Linked DNA regions of Mus musculus: region 2 is linked to region 1. A link is a contact called in public promoter capture Hi-C data. All regions are on one chromosome and are shown on one strand. The core of a region is the stretch at or near the end of the contact, and the rest is flanking DNA. Distances in the headings are between cores, read along the strand shown. Region 1 holds the start of Zfp94 (zinc finger protein 94). Region 2 holds the start of Ap2s1 (adaptor-related protein complex 2, sigma 1 subunit).

Region 1 (7,653 bases), core at 2,182-4,681:
AAACGGGCTTTCTGCTGAAACTAGATGATGTGCATTGTGAAGATGAGGAAGTCAGTAAACATTCCAGTCAAAATTCAGTTCTTCAAGTTCACCACAAATTTTCTACCCTGGAAAATTAAGAGTCCTTACCTCATAGGCGGTAATTTGGACCTACCTTTTTCCTTATATACCTGAGTATATAATATATACTTCTGTGTTTCTCAAAGAAACCAAAATTCTCTCTACACATCACAGCCACACAATCCAACCACTTTAGCCCTCCTGCTGGGCTTCTTCAAAACCACAGGTACATTGATAATTTATACTCTCCTCCTCCCTGCCCCTCCACTTTTTCTCCCCACTTCCTTCTAGATCTTCCACATCAATCTAGATCAATCCACAGGAGGGACAAGTTTTGTTTTGCTTGTTTTTTTAAAAAATTTTATTATTTAGAGATTTATTTTTTTTATTTATATGAGTACACTCCAGCTGTCTTCAGACACACACTCGAAGAGTGCATCGGATCCCATTACAGATGGTTGTGAGCCACCATGTGGTTGCTGGGAATTGAATTCAGGACCTCTGGCAGAGCAGTCAGTGCTCTTAACCGCTGAACCATCTCTCCAGCTCTGTTTGGTTTTCTGTTAAAATGTCCTTGGAAGTATTCTAGAAGCTTACAAGGCATATGAATTAGGTGTCTATGTACATTTCCCAACCCTACAGAAAATATCTGAATAATTTTGCGTGCAGAACCTGTGTTGTGGACAGGACTTCGGTGTGCCATCATGCACAAAAGTCAATCAGGCTTGTCCATCTACAGTGTCTAAAGTTAGACTTGCCTACAGAACATAGTCTAAACAAGCTGGTTAGCTGTGTTTAATCACTGCGATTAGATCTCCTAAGAGGAGGGAGGGGGGAAAGGAGGAAGGAGCCAACAGAACAGATAAAATTACCTCCCCGCCTCAAATAAAGTAAAAACATGCATAGCCCTGGCAGCGAACCTACTTCCTTTCTTCTCAGTGCCTTGCACTTAAACTACGATGGGGAAACGAGTCCAAGCAGAGTCACTGCTCTCAGCATCTCACAGGAACCCGGATGCTACTTCCAGCCTCTCTGCTCATGCTTTGCAGCAGTGCACCAGGACAAGACAGATTTGCTAAAGTGCATGTAATCACCAAAGATGAAGGCTCCTGGGCTTTTAATCTGTAATGTTTCTAAGACTGTGTCAATGTAAACAACAAAAGGAAGAAGTTTTGCAGAACAAAAGTGATGTACACTTGATGGTCTGATCAAGTTAAATATTATTCATAGCATATAACCTAGTCCTTGCTCTCGCTGTTTCTATGGCTTGGGCTTTGTGGCTCCTTCCAAGGCTCGGCTATGTCATTTGCTAAGGGATCACCTGGATTAGTAGTCCTTAAGAAAGCCTGGATTGACTGCAGAACTGCACATCTGTAGTGCCAGGGCCCGCTTATCTTTCAAAATATCCAAACATAGTCTCCCCGACTCCAACTAGGAGGATGAAGATTGGCGCTTTAGGTGCTGCTGTTGGGTACGTGTCTGGAAGGGATAGTTATGCCTAAAAGTCACTCCCTCAAAATTGCAATCCTGGGGCTCCCCTGAAGTGGCCACATGAAAATAACAGGTGCTGCTCTTATTGGGTTCTGCTTTAAAGCCAGGAACTGGTCCTGCCAGAAAACTCTGAGTTTCCCTGATGAGCCTGTGGGGGCACCCCGGCTGTCTTTTGCTACTACTCTGTGGGTTCTTTCTTCCAGCCTTCTCCACCCTTGCAACCCTGTAACACTAGATAAGAGAGGAAAAAGGAGAGGAAAGTGATCCCTAAATAAGGTGGGGGGGGTCAGAAAGGGGGTGATGTTATTGATAGACTACTTCCTGCTGATTAAGGGCATCACATTTCTTGGGGGCAACTTTGATCTCTGCCATTCGTCTTGCTGTTTCTTCTTTGCACAGGACCACTTAACAAACTTTGACCAACAGCAGTCAAAGACCAACAGCTAACAAACTGCCAACAACCCCACTGAACAGCCACCAAAAGCCAACCTACACCCACCCCTCTCTGAAAAGTCCCCCGAATTCTAAACATCACACACGCACAGAAACCACCTGCAGCTGGCAAAATCACGCCTCTGCTAGAGCAGGAGGCAAATCCCAGCTGCTGTGGACCGTCTGAAGCAGCCTCATATTCCTCACCTGGGGCTAAAATCAAAACATTCCTATAGTATTTCTGTTTTTCAAAGAAACCAAAACTCCAAAATTGTCACAACAATCATATCATGTAAAAACTAGTCTTTTTCCTTGCTACTATGTATACCTGTTACAGCATCTCCGCTGTGCCACACACATACGCCGAGATTTTGTTTGGATGAAAAAAACTTTTGCTAGTGGTCCTTTGGGATAATTAAAAACAAACAAACAAACAAACAAACAAACAGACAGACAGACAGACAGACAGACAGACAGGGCTGAGAGATGGTTCAGCAGTTAAGAGCACTGACTGCCAGAGGTCCTGAGTTCAATTCCCAGCAACCACATGGTGGCTCACAACCATCTGTAATGGGATCGGATGCCCTCTTCTAGTGTGTGTCTGAAGCTAGCTTTTTTTTTAATTGTACTTTATTTGTACTCACATAAATAAAAAAAGAAATAAATCTCTGAAAAATAAACAAAACAAAACAAAACAAACAAACAAACAAACAAAAAAAACCAAGCAAACCAAAACTTGTTTCTCCTGTGGATTGATCTAGATTGATGTGGAAGATAGAAGGAAGTGGGGAGAAAACTGGAGGGGCAGGGAGGAGAGTATGAATTATCAATGTACCTGTGGTTACATTGAAGAAGCAGCCTAGCAGGAGGTTAAGTGGATTGTGTGGCTGTGATGTGTAGAGAGAATTTTGGTTTCTTTGAGAAACACAGAAGTATATATTATATACTCAGGTATATAAGGACAACGGTAGGGCCAAATTACCGCCTATGAGGTAAGGACTCTTAATTTTCCAGGGTGAAAAATTTTCCACGTGGGACGTGTCAAGTTCAGAGGCAGCATGGTGTCATGGCACACACGTTAGCCCAGCATTTGAGAGTGTGCAAGACTGAGGCAGGAGGACCATCGTAAATTCAGTATGGATTGTACAGTGCGCACCAGTGTCTCGCAGATTAAATAAAAAGTTCCGCAGAGGGCTAGGGAAGTACCTGCGTGGCGCACACACACACACTCCAGAGAGGCTATATACTAGGAGAAACGAGTGTAAGATCCGCCTCTCCGCATTCACTACCGGAAATGTAGTTCAACTGTTCCACAAACACGCAGGCACCCGGGAGAGCTGACGCGGAGATTTCTGGGAAGTGTCGTCCAGGGTCTCTGCGCATTGCGCGTGCGTCTGTGAAGGCCGGCGGACGCCGAGCATTCTGGGAAGCGTAGTTCAAATTCTCGGAGCATTGCGCGTGCTTCTGTTGTGCGGGCTGATGCGAAGCATTCTGGGAAGTGTTTCCCAGGTGGTTTCTGTTAGCATCCGCTCCCCTTGTCCTCCCTTGAGTCTCCTCTCTCCCACACCTTCCTCGACTGATGCCTGGATCTGGAGGTTTGCAGGGTTGGCGGCGGGCGGCCGTAGGGGAGTCGGCTCCAGGCTGGCGAAAGGGAAGCGCAGGGCGCCCAATGAGCCTCCCTCCATCCCACAGATATCATCGCACTGATAGGGTCTCAGCGCGTGGCTCAGTCAGCCTCCTGCCTCAGCATCCGGTGTGTTGCGATGACAGGTGTGAGCCCTCACACCTTCCTTCACTGCTGTCTGGAATTGGGGTGCGAGGGCCATGTTGATAGTGTTGTTTGAGGCATTGATGTAGCTAGTGTCACCCTGCCCTGAAGGTTCTAGGACTCACACCTACACTGCAGAGAATCGGGATGGGTGGAGATTTGTCGAGAGCCTGTCATGTAGAAGGATAAACGGACACGTCTATGGCTTTCCACGATGTCAGATTTTGCTGAACGACAAGAAAGTCATAAGCTGTGTCAGTTTCGTTGGCTGCAATTTGCCAAGGAATCTCGATTTCTCCTGGTGGTTGGCCATTAATCACAGGTTCTTTTATTCCAAGCTTAACATAGCTAATGATAAATTTCAGACCACGAGTCACCTGGCACACAGTTATACACACTCGTGAGTTTATTATCACAGGATGGATCATTGGAACTGGACTTGGCTCCTGGCATGTGACCAGGCTACTGAGCAGTGTGCCTGCCACATACCGGTCCCTTGGTGAAGAAGTAACGTGATATGGTTGGTGCGCTTATGTTTTATGTTACCAGGCTGGCTTTGAACTCACAGAGATCTACCTGAGTGCTGGGACTAAAGGCTAGTCGATATCTTTTAATAGCACAATTGAGTCGCCTGGCTATGACTGTGTAAACAAGACATGGATTTCTTCTTGGCACTTTTATCCAAGATAGAGTAACTCAGATCAAGACTGTTGCCGCATAAAATTCAAAACTAGTCATAGCCTGAAAGCTGATGGTCCAAACAACACAGCTCCCTGCTCAGCATGCTCCCAAGATGGTTTGATCAGCCGGGCAGTGGTGGCACACACCTGTAATCCCAGCACTTGGGAGGCAGAGGCAGATGGATTTCTGAGTTCGAGGCCAGCCTGGTCTACAGAGTGAGTTCCAGGACAGCCAGGGCTGCACAGAGAAACCCTGTCTTGAAAAACAAAACAAAACAAAAAGCCAAAAAAACCCAAAAAACAAAAAAGGAAAAAAAAGATGGTTTGATCAAGTGTAGCCCCTTACCTCTAACCCTACCCCCATTACAGATTCAGGGGAGGAAGGAGGAAGTGGTGGTCTGTTGACCAAGCATATCTAGGTGCATCAAGCCAAGTGTATTTCCTCCTGTTAAGGCGTAGCCTTTTAAAATACAAGTCTGTTTTATTCTCGCTTTTTCTTTCTAAGACTTTTTGTATGGGTCATATATGTGTACCATTACATGCATGTGTTGATACATATATGCTTCTGAATGCTTTGTACATGAGTGCTGGGATTCAAATTCAGGTTCTCCTGCTTTTCTTTAATAATTTGTTTTCACAATGACAATTTGTGTGTGTGTACACGCGTGCATACTCACATGCAACACTGAGCATGTGCAGGATGGAGGAGACCTCTCAGGAAGAGTCAGTCCTAGAGACTGAACTCAGGCCATCACTTGGTGACAAGTACCTCTCCCTGGAGATCTATTATCACGTGGGCTCTTTACCTTTTGTTTTTATTTCCCCCTGAGATAGTTTTTCCGTGTAACCCTGGCTGTCCTAAAATTTGCTGTTAATCAGGCTGGCTTCAAACCCACAGAGATCCTCCAGCCTCTGCCTCCTGAATTCTGGGTTAAAGGCCTGGGCCTCCACACTTGGCCCTCTCATTAGCTTTTGGGTCTTCTCTGTTAGAGCAGACACGAAAGCTTTGGACCATTCTTTTCAGGAGATCATAATCTCTTCTTGTGAGTACTAATATCTTTCCAGCTGTCCAGCCTCTCACTGGGGGCAGCAGGAGGTCCCTCCGGACCTTCTTTCTGTCCCCACCAATAATGGTTAGCCCTGGACACCTTTTAGGAAGGAGAAGATTGTCTCCAGCTTGGTGGGCAGGAGGGGACAGTTCAACTGCTTTGTCAGGAATGGCCTTCCTATTTCATGGCTTCTCTCCTTCCACAGCCTGATCTCTCAACAAGGACTGAGTGGAAGGTGAGGTCCTGACTCCTTCAGCAAGGCTCCTGGTGAGTGTGGCCTGGCATTGTTGTTGTTGTTGTTGTTTTGAGGTGGAGTCTCCCCATGTAGCCCTGGCTGTCCTGGAATTCCCTCTGTGGACCAGGCTGGCTTCAAACTCAGGGAGTCACTCTTCTCTCCTTCATGTCAGTCCCGATGATGGGATTAAAGATGTATGTCACCACGTCTAGCATGTTTTTCTTATTTTAATGATGAAGTCTTGGTGTCAGGGTCATGAGGGACAATCAAAGAAAGAGGGTCACTCCAGGACGAGATAAGGCCTCGCCGGTGGCAGCAGGGAGGTCCAGCCCCTGACGACTGAACGTCAGACAGCCACGCAGAGGCGTATTTATTTATTGACTGTCACACACAGTTACTTTTAGAGTAAAATAAGTTCCTCACACCAATTGCTGGATCTGCTCTCCGTGTTTCCTGAAGGGGCTCCTCACCCCGGCGGTCTCAGTCCTTACTGTGCACTGTTTGCAAAACTCAGTAATGCAAGATGCTCCCGGGTTGCCAGGACTGTCCTGTGACCAAAGTCGTACAAAAGCTGTAAAGTTCCTTCAGAAAAACAACTCAGTTTTGTTTGTTTGTTTTGTTCTGTTTGTTTGTTTTTGAGACAGGGTTTCTCTGTGTAGCCCTGGCTGTCCTGGAACTCATTCTGTAGACCAGGCTAACCTCTAACTCTGAGATCCATCTGCCTCTGCCTCCCAAGTGCTGGGATTAAAGGCGTGTGCTACCACTGCCCGGCGAAAAACAACTCTTATAGGTAACAAAAAGCAATCACTTTTTCCTTCAGTGATTTCTTCAAGGTCTAAGACCTTTTTAAAAACAACTGTTTTTTTTTTCCCCCTCTACAATGAAGAGCTTGAGTCAGGGTAGATAAGTCAATGTTTAAAGGTTGGGTTGGAACTTGTACAGCCCAGATCCATATAACTCTTGGATATATTCTCACTAAGGCACAGAACCGCCTGGAATTGTAATCAGAGTTTTAGAGCCAGAGTCCTTAGGGAACCCTAGTAGCTTTGGCTCGGTCACCTATCCTAATCCGACCAGAGACAAGACATGGCTAAGAGAAAGGTGATGGAACTACAGTGGCTGCATTGGGACTTACAAAGGAAGGGGTCCAGTGAGCTCCCGCTCCGACTCTGTGGTACTGACCAGAACTTTAGGTTTAAATAGGGGAGCGGGCCTGCAGGATGCGGGAGATGTAGGGTCCTTGCTGCTGGGCTTGATGGCCTGTGTTCCACCCCCAGAATGGACGTGGTGAGAGGAGCCAGCTCCTGCTGCAGGAGACCTCCCCCCCCCCCCATGTCCTGCGTGCACATTCTAAATAGACATAATGAATAGGAGAAGCATTGGAGCAAATGTGTGCATAACACAGCAACCTTGCTGGGTCTCCCTGTCCTTTTTTTGACCCAGATCCATAAAAGTGGCTTGATACATAGTTAATTGCTGGCATTGCCTAGGGGGACGCCTGATTAGTTAGAGGGTGGCCCTTCTCTTATCAGAGCTAACTTCCTATCTTAGGGGGGTGATGGTCTGTCCGTCTGTAGTCAAGGTGATGGCTGGTTTGGGACAGTGACTTGTCTTGATGCCTTCAGATAAGAGTGCTGGGCCCTGGTACCCAGTGTAGGTTTCCTCAGAGTGCTGGGCCCTGGTACCCAGTGTAGGTTTCCTCAGAGTGCTGGGGCCCGGTACCCAGTGTAGGTTTCCTCAGAGTGCTGGGGCCCGGTACCCAGTGTAGGTTTCCTCCAAGTGTTTCCTTTAACTCTGACCTTTCTCCGCTCCTATATCTGCCTCTCACCCCTTTCACCAGTGCCCGCTTCTCTCTGTGACTCCTGTCCATCTCTTTTTGTCTTTAGAAGCAGCAGAGAGACAAGGCTTGGGATGTTGGCTCTGGGGTGAGGCTGGGTT
Region 2 (7,653 bases), core at 3,609-6,108, 7.6 Mb after region 1:
TGCTTCTCGTCGTCATCGAACTGCATGTACCACTTGGCCAGGCGCGTCTTGCCTGCCCGGTTCTGGATAAGGATGAATCGGATCTAGAGCAAGCAGGGGAGGGAATGAGAGATGCGGGGGGACACAGCTCAGGGTGGGCACCACGAGACATTCTATGGGAGATATGTCAGGGCCCAGGCTCTCCCTGTGGCCAGCTCTCTAAGCCTGTCTCCCTCCCTGGGACCCAGCTGCGTCATTCTAAACATGGGCTGTGACCCCACTTCCACTGAGTGACTGACCAAGCCCCAGGCTTTAGTTCATCTTATATCCATCCATCCCTGAAGCCACTTCCTTACCCTCAAATCAAGTTTCCCAAGAATCTCCATCTTATCAGGGATAGGGGATCGGTCACAGTGCTGGGAAAGCACTGAAGGCCTGTGTGAGCCTGGGGGATTCTGGACAAGTGCTCTCATTGAGCCACACCCCACTGGGGGATAACAGGCACTACCATTGGACAACAAGTTATGGCCCTCACTGTTGGATACAGAAGCGCTCAATCCATGTTTCTATTTAGAATTCTTGTGTCCAAGTTCCTAGCACAGTCTTTTTTTTTTTTTTTTTTTTTTGAGACCCTGTCTCCTGCAGCCCAGCAGACCTTGAACTCCTGCTCCTCTTGCTTCCACTTCCCAAATGCTGGAATTTCAGGCTCAGTTCTGTTTGGTTCCTTGTGCTAGTATGTGTACTTGCATGCAGGTGCCCATAGAGACCAGAAGTATCAAACTTCTTGGAGGTAGCATGCCAGGCGGCTGTGAGCCACCCGATGTGGGTGCTGGGAACAAACCTGGGTCCTCTGCAGGAGCATAGGTGCTCTTAACTGCTGAGCCAGCTCTCCAGCCCTTGCTTTTCTGTTGTTTTTTTTTTTAAAAGACAGGGTCTCCCTATACAGCCTAGGTTTGCCAAGAACTTAGGGAAATCCTCCTGCCTTGGCCTCTCAAAGTTCTGAGACTACAAGTGTGGGCCACTATGACTGGTTTTACTGGTGCTTTGTGGAATCCCAACACCTTGGAGGCAGAGGCAGGAGAATTACTGTAAGTATGAGGCAAGCTTGGTTGATATACTGAGTTCCAGACCACCTGAGGCTACATATCAAACCTGGCCTCAAAACAAAACAAGTCAGGCATCACAGACTTCACCCTGTAGCCTACTCACGGCTGTGCCACAGTCGCTGCTCGTTCTAGTATGCCTCCTTCCTCTCCTTTGCCAAGAATGACCTGGGCAAGCCTGGAACTCAGGATCCTCCTGCCTCAGCCTGAAAGCATGGCAATGACAGGCCTATTCCACCCACTCCCTGACTGCAGGCGAAGGCTACTGTACGTAAGGGTCTGGGTTACCTCATTTATTCATTCTTCGGCTGAGGGACAACGGTACAACTTCCACTTCGGGGCTACAGTGAGAAATGGCATACAGGTCTCTATGTGTAGCCTTGTTTTTTGGCAAGCTAATTAGAGCAGATTGCTGGGCTGTACGGAAACTGTCTATCCTCTCCGGGCAGCGTCTGCACTCTCTCTGGCACTTGTTTGCTTGTGTGGAGGTCAGAGGATTTTGAGGGGGGCCATTTGCCCCTTCCCACCTTGGGTGCCTAGTAGTAAACCCAGGTTACTGAGCCTATGTGACAAGGGCTTTTCCCCTCTGAGCCATTTCAACCCATGACGTTTGTTTGTTGCTACAGTGAATTCTGGGCTAGAACCTGGACCTCACACCTTCCAGGCGGGGCAAGTGAGCCTTGACACTTAAATACCCAAGCTGTTTGGGGTCTCAGTGTACTGTACTGTGAGTAGTTGTAACGTGAGCCGCAAACCACAACAGTAAACCACCCACAGTGGGTCTGACTCAGACCACACACTCTGTGTTAGTCCGACTACCTTCTATCTGGCTCAGAAGAAAAGTCATGAGACCCCCAACCTGTCAGAGAGCAATTCTGAAAGATGAGTAAGTCAGGTAGGCTTGGTGGCACAGGCCTGTCATCCCAGCTTTTTGGGAGGCCGAGGCACGAGGATCACAAGTTCAAGGCCCGCCTAGGCAACTTGGTGAGACCCTGCCTGGAAACAGGACGAATGGCAGTGATAGAGCGCCTGCTTAGTGCCCTCCAGGCCTGGGGCCCAGTACAACAGCAAACAAAACAACTGAGTCAAAGCTACAAGCGCTCAGCACAGTCCCCAGTGCCCAATGAGTCCTCAGTAAAATCAGCAATCGCGTGACCTAGACCAATGGTTTTCAACCTTCCTCATGCTGTTGGGGGTGACCCCCAACCATAACATTTTTGTCGCTACTTCTTAACTGTAGGTTTGCAACTGTTATGAACCATAATATAAATATCTGTGTTTTCTGATGGTCTTAGGTGACTCCTGTGAAGGGGGCATTTGACCCCCAAAGGGGACATGACAGTTGAGAACTGCTACCCTAGACGCATTCAATCAAGCGGCAAAGAGCACACACTCCGACCTAGAAAACATCGGAGTACTCTCAGGCAGTGTGGCTTTATGTTGATGGGCCTCTGTGGGCCTCAGCTTCCCCTTCTGTGTAATGGACACAATGGGATTTCCTCCTTCCTTCATTAGACCAGTGAACAGGGTAACACCTATAAGAGGCGCAGCATGCGGCTACTATATACTACACATCCTAAGCCCCAACCTCTAAGTAGCATTATAAAGTGTGTCCTGTCATTTCACTTTCAGAAACTCGTACCCCAGCCACCCAGTGATGCACATCTGTGATTGTAGCTACTAGGAAGGCTAAGATGGGGGGGGGGGGGTGTTAGAGGTTCAAAGGCAGCCTGGGATATCTACAAGATCCTGTCTCAAGGAGAACAAAACAAACAAAACAAAACAAAACTGCTGGTGAGCTGGTTCAGTGGGTACAGGTTGACAAGCCCAAAGACCTGAGTTTGATCCCTGAGATCCACATGGTGGAAGGAGAGGAATGACTGGGCAAGTCACTTCTGACCTCTACATACGTAACGTAAAATGAGAATAAAAAAACAGGAAAGACAGAGATGTAGTTCAGTGGCAGGAGATGTACTAGACTTACAACCATGTACAAGGCCCTGGGTTTCATCCTCAATACAAACAAACAAACAAACAAAAAGGGAGAGAGAGAGAAGAAAGAAGAGAGAGAGCCAACTCGAGAGCGCACAGAACGGGAGGAAGAGAAAGGAGGGAAGGAGAGAGAAAGAAACCACAAGGCTGAAAATTTAGCTGAAGGTAAAATACCCAAGCAGCATGCCCAAGACCCCAGGTTCAATCCTCTACCGGGGTTCAATCCTAGGTACTGAGGGGGGAAACGGAAAGGGGAAAATCAGGGCTCAAGGGTTCCCTGCTGGGAAGCCTAGTTTGAAGCCCTGTCTGTCCAGTCATATATGCTCTTGCCCATTTTACAGATGACAAAGCTAAGACCCATAGTTATCACAACCAGAAAGCAGAGCTAGTTCCTCCAAGTCTTTACCCTGAGCCCTGGATTCTTTACTGGCTTCCATGGTCTTTCCCGAGCCTCATTCTTCCCTCAACCTATCTGCCTTATTCAACCTAAGCAGAAAACCACAAACAGGATGTTACATGCCCCTTCCAAGAACTACTTCTGCTGAGCCAGGGAAACCCAGGAAGGGAAGGGGGTGGGCACAGGAGCAGAAGGGAAGAACAGCTGGAAGCAAGGCTGAGTTAAGCCCTCTGTGTCCTACCCCACTTCAACCAATACTTCTTTCTGTTTCCCTCAATGAGAATCGTTTCACTCCTGGGAACACATCTGAGCAGCCCCTAGTCCCTACATCCATCCCTCTGCTGTACCCTCAGGGAGCCTCCCGACCACCTCCCCACATTGTTCGTTGTAACCTCCATCCCCCTGACCCCAGCACCTTTGGCCCCGACTCCGGGAAGCTTCACCTGTCCTTCATTACAAGCACCCCTTCTCCCTGTCCAAGGCTGGCCTCCCTTTTTACAAAGGTCGCATCGAACCTCCAAGACCTCTACTCACCTCCTGTTCTGACATCCCCCTCCCAAGTCTTCTTCTCCAAGTCCCTATCCAAAGAACTCTTAGTTCCAAAAGGCCCGTCTTGGAGGTGGAGGTTCCCCTAAATCCAGTGCTCAGCCCTTCTCCCAAAGCTCCCCCTCCTCAAATGTGACGCCTCCAAGTCTACTCTGCACCCCGGACCTCTCCTCTGTGGAACATTCTGTTCAGTTGCTCCCCATTTTCTTCTAGAATCCACTTTCTACTGCTACAGCCCTCTCTCCTCTTGCAGCAGCCTAACTCTAATCCTACAGGGGCTAACTTCCGGCCTCCAGGGTCCTCTTCTTCCCCTGGAGAGCATCTACCCTGGCCATATCCAATTTGCCCCAACACTAGCTCTCCTTAAAACCAGCTCCTTCCTTCTCATAAGGAACCCTCTCTACCCTGTCTGTAGAGTCTCTGGTTCTTTTCCATCATCCCTTCCTCATCTCCAATATCTTCTCCCGCCTCTGTGGTTTCAAAATCACCCCCAAATGTCTCCCACCAAGGCAGTCCCTCCCCTGGACACTCCTTCCCCTCCAAATCCTTTGCTTGGAACCACAAGCACACCCCGCAGCGCAGCATCCAGCCCCTGATCCCCATTCCTGACCCCAATCCCGAGAACCCGCGCCCGGCCCGGATCATCCGCAGCAGGAGGAAGCTTGTCACCTCCAAACCGAAACCCCGGGGACCGTACGTGAACCACCCCCCTCTGCCTGTCCCCGGTACGACGCTCCCCCCGTTACCATGGCGACCCCTGTCTGGACCCCAGAGGCCCGGGTCCCGCTGTAACAGGGCGGCTCCGGCTCTGCTTGCAGTTGTGGGGCCCAGGGCTAGAACTGACTTCCGGCAGGAGAACCCGCCTTCCTTCTCGGGCACGGCCCTCTGGGAGTTGTAGTTTAAACGCACGCGTTGGCAAGGGTGGCCCCGGTCTAACGCCTTCCCAGCATGCTCTGCGACTGCCCTTTTTCCTATCAAGAGACCTAGTCGCCAAATGCGAGTACCAAATGCATTGTGGATGAAGGACTCTGAATAAGGACAATTTCCATAGGTTAAAAGTAGACTGAGTGAGCGTTGCATTTCGGGAAATGTGGTTCTAGTGCTCCTCGATCCCAAAGCTACCAGCAAGGACATGCTGGGAATAGTAGTTTTTTCTTTTCAACTTTGCTTTAAATTATAACATATAATGTGCTTTGATAATATTTCCCCATTATTATTAGCTTACTTCTTTCTCCTCCACCAAAACCCTTTCTTCCCCAAAGTGTTCCTTTTTTCATGTATGTTTTTCTTGCGGAGCGTGTGACCCACGGCATTGATCTGGGGTTGCGGATGTGAGCGTTACTTACTTGGGCATGGGCATCTTTTAACAGAATACACTACTGGGAATATGACCCTCGCACCCTCGGCGACTGGTTTTTAATTTTTTGCTTATTTTATGTATTTGAGTTCTCACCTGCATGTAGGTAAGTCTATAGTATGCCTGCAGTGTCCACAGAGGTGGAAGACAGCATAAGAACCTAGGAACTGGAGTTTGGGAGCCGAATCTGCTAGAGTAGCAAAAGCTCTTAAACACTGAGTCTTCTCTCCAGCATCTCAATCCGTGCCCACCTGTGGTGAAATGCTGATGGGCCTGGTCTCCTACAGGCCTTGAGCAGTAACTCCCAGCTGCTGTAAGGTTTGGCATCATCTCTGTCACGTTCAGAAGGCATGTTTCACTCTTCCCTCCAGTGATTTTTTTTTTCCTTTAAACTCGGGTTTTAAAAAAATATTTATTATATGTAAGTACACTGTAGCTGTACTCAGATACTCCAGAAGAGAGCATCAGATTTCGTTACCAATGGTTGTGAGTCACCATGTGGTTGCTGGGATTTGAACTCAGGACCTTTGGAAGAGCAGTTGGTGCTCTTAACCGCTGAGCCATCTCACCAGCCCCTAAGCTCAGGGTTTTATGTATCCCGGACTGGCCTAGGACTAGCCTTGTAGGGGAGGATCAGTTGGAGTCCTGATCCTGCAGCTTCTGCCACCAAAGGGGCTACAGTATAGGCATATGCCACCACACCAGTCTTAGGAAAAGTAGGTTATTTTATTTTATTTTACTTTTGAGACATGGTTTCTTATGTAGTCCTGGCTGTCTTGGAACTCACTCTGTAAACCAGGCTGGACTTGAACTCAGAGATCTGCTTACCTGGACTTAAGGTATGCACCACTGATGCCCAGCAGAAATAGTGTTAAACAAGTCATTACGCTGTGGACCTAAAAATGTAACTAACTGCCTTTCTATGCTTACGCAGTGCTCTATTTAGTTGAGCTTAGGGATGTAGGTTTTCTCATAAATATAACTACATATGTACATAAAATAAAATAAAGATAGGAATTGGGCTAGACACAGTGTCTGTAAATCCATGGAAGTGTACTGGTATGGATTAAGGCTATCCTGTACTATATAGGGACTCTCTGGCTAGCCTCGACTACAGAGTCAGACTTTGTCTCAAAATTCTAAAACCTGAACGAGGCAAATAGGTCAGTGGATAAAGACAACTGCTGCCAAGCCTGACGATGACCTGTGTTCAATCACTAGAACCTGTATGGAGGAAGGAGAGAACTGACTCTCTCCAGTTGCCCTCTCCAGTTGTCCTCTGACGTACACACAAACTCTCTCTCTCTCACGCATACACACACACACACACACACACACACACACACACGCAAACACACACACACATAAACACCACTAACATACATATACAAACACACACAGAAACATAGAGGATAAATTTGAAAGATGTAAAGAGAAAAGTAAGGAGAGAAAGTCCTTGTGTTGTCCTCTGATTTACACACACACACACTCTCTCTCTCTCTCTCTCTCTCTCACATACATACACACATGCACACACTCACACACATGCACACACACATGCACACACACAAACACATACACAACACTAACGTACATTCACAAACACACACAGAAACATAGAGGATAAATTTGAAAGATGTAAAGAGAAAAGTAAGGAGAGAAAGTCCTTGTGTCACACTCACACACACACACACACTCTCTCTCACACACACACACATGCACACACACACTCACACACACACATGCACACACACACACACTCTCTCACACACACATGCACACAAACACATGCACACACACAAACACATATACAACACTAACACACACTAACACACACACAGCACTAACATACACACAGAAGCACAGAGGATAAATTTAAAAGATGTAAAGAGAAAAGCAAGGGGAGAATGTCCTTGTGCGTGTGGGGCTCTTCCTGGAATAAGCCCCAGCACCAATGAGCATGGAAGAGAGCCCTGGTGGACCTAAGCAGGTGAGCTGCAGGAAGGTTTCCCTCCCAGGTCTGGTTGGTATTCTCATTTTATACCCTAAAGCCACAAGGTGGGGCAGTGGAGGGAGAGTTTTAGGGAAGCCTGTGTGGCTTCAGTGGCAGGGCAACCACCCAGGTTGTTTGAGCTGTGTCTCCAGGTTATTCTGTCCCAGGTGGTGAGTGATGTCACACTTACTAATTAAGCAGTACAGACAGCACTTTAAGTGAACCACTGAACAAGCGGATAAACCTAGTAATTGGTCCTGTCTCCTCCCTTTCTCTTCGTCTACAT

What was found. Promoter capture Hi-C pulls out the DNA fragments that hold promoters and counts their contacts.
Region 2: a promoter capture Hi-C map of liver shows a contact between it and region 1, with 5 times the contacts expected there. The contact joins the promoter of Ap2s1 here to the promoter of Zfp94 in region 1. A contact is called at or near these places in 2 of 39 promoter capture datasets (cranial neural crest and liver).

The regions. Positions count from the first base shown.
Region 1 is chr7:24,312,444-24,320,096 of GRCm38.p6, reverse strand. It overlaps Zfp94 (zinc finger protein 94), which reads left to right and starts at 3,431. Exons shown (of 6, transcript NM_001199321.1): 1 at 3,431-3,578; 2 at 5,686-5,747; 3 at 7,602-7,653. It also overlaps the pseudogene Gm44513.
Region 2 is chr7:16,735,649-16,743,301 of GRCm38.p6, reverse strand. Ap2s1 (adaptor-related protein complex 2, sigma 1 subunit) reads right to left here and starts at 4,858. Exons shown (of 5, transcript NM_198613.2): 1 at 4,764-4,858; 2 at 1-83. The coding sequence starts at 4,766.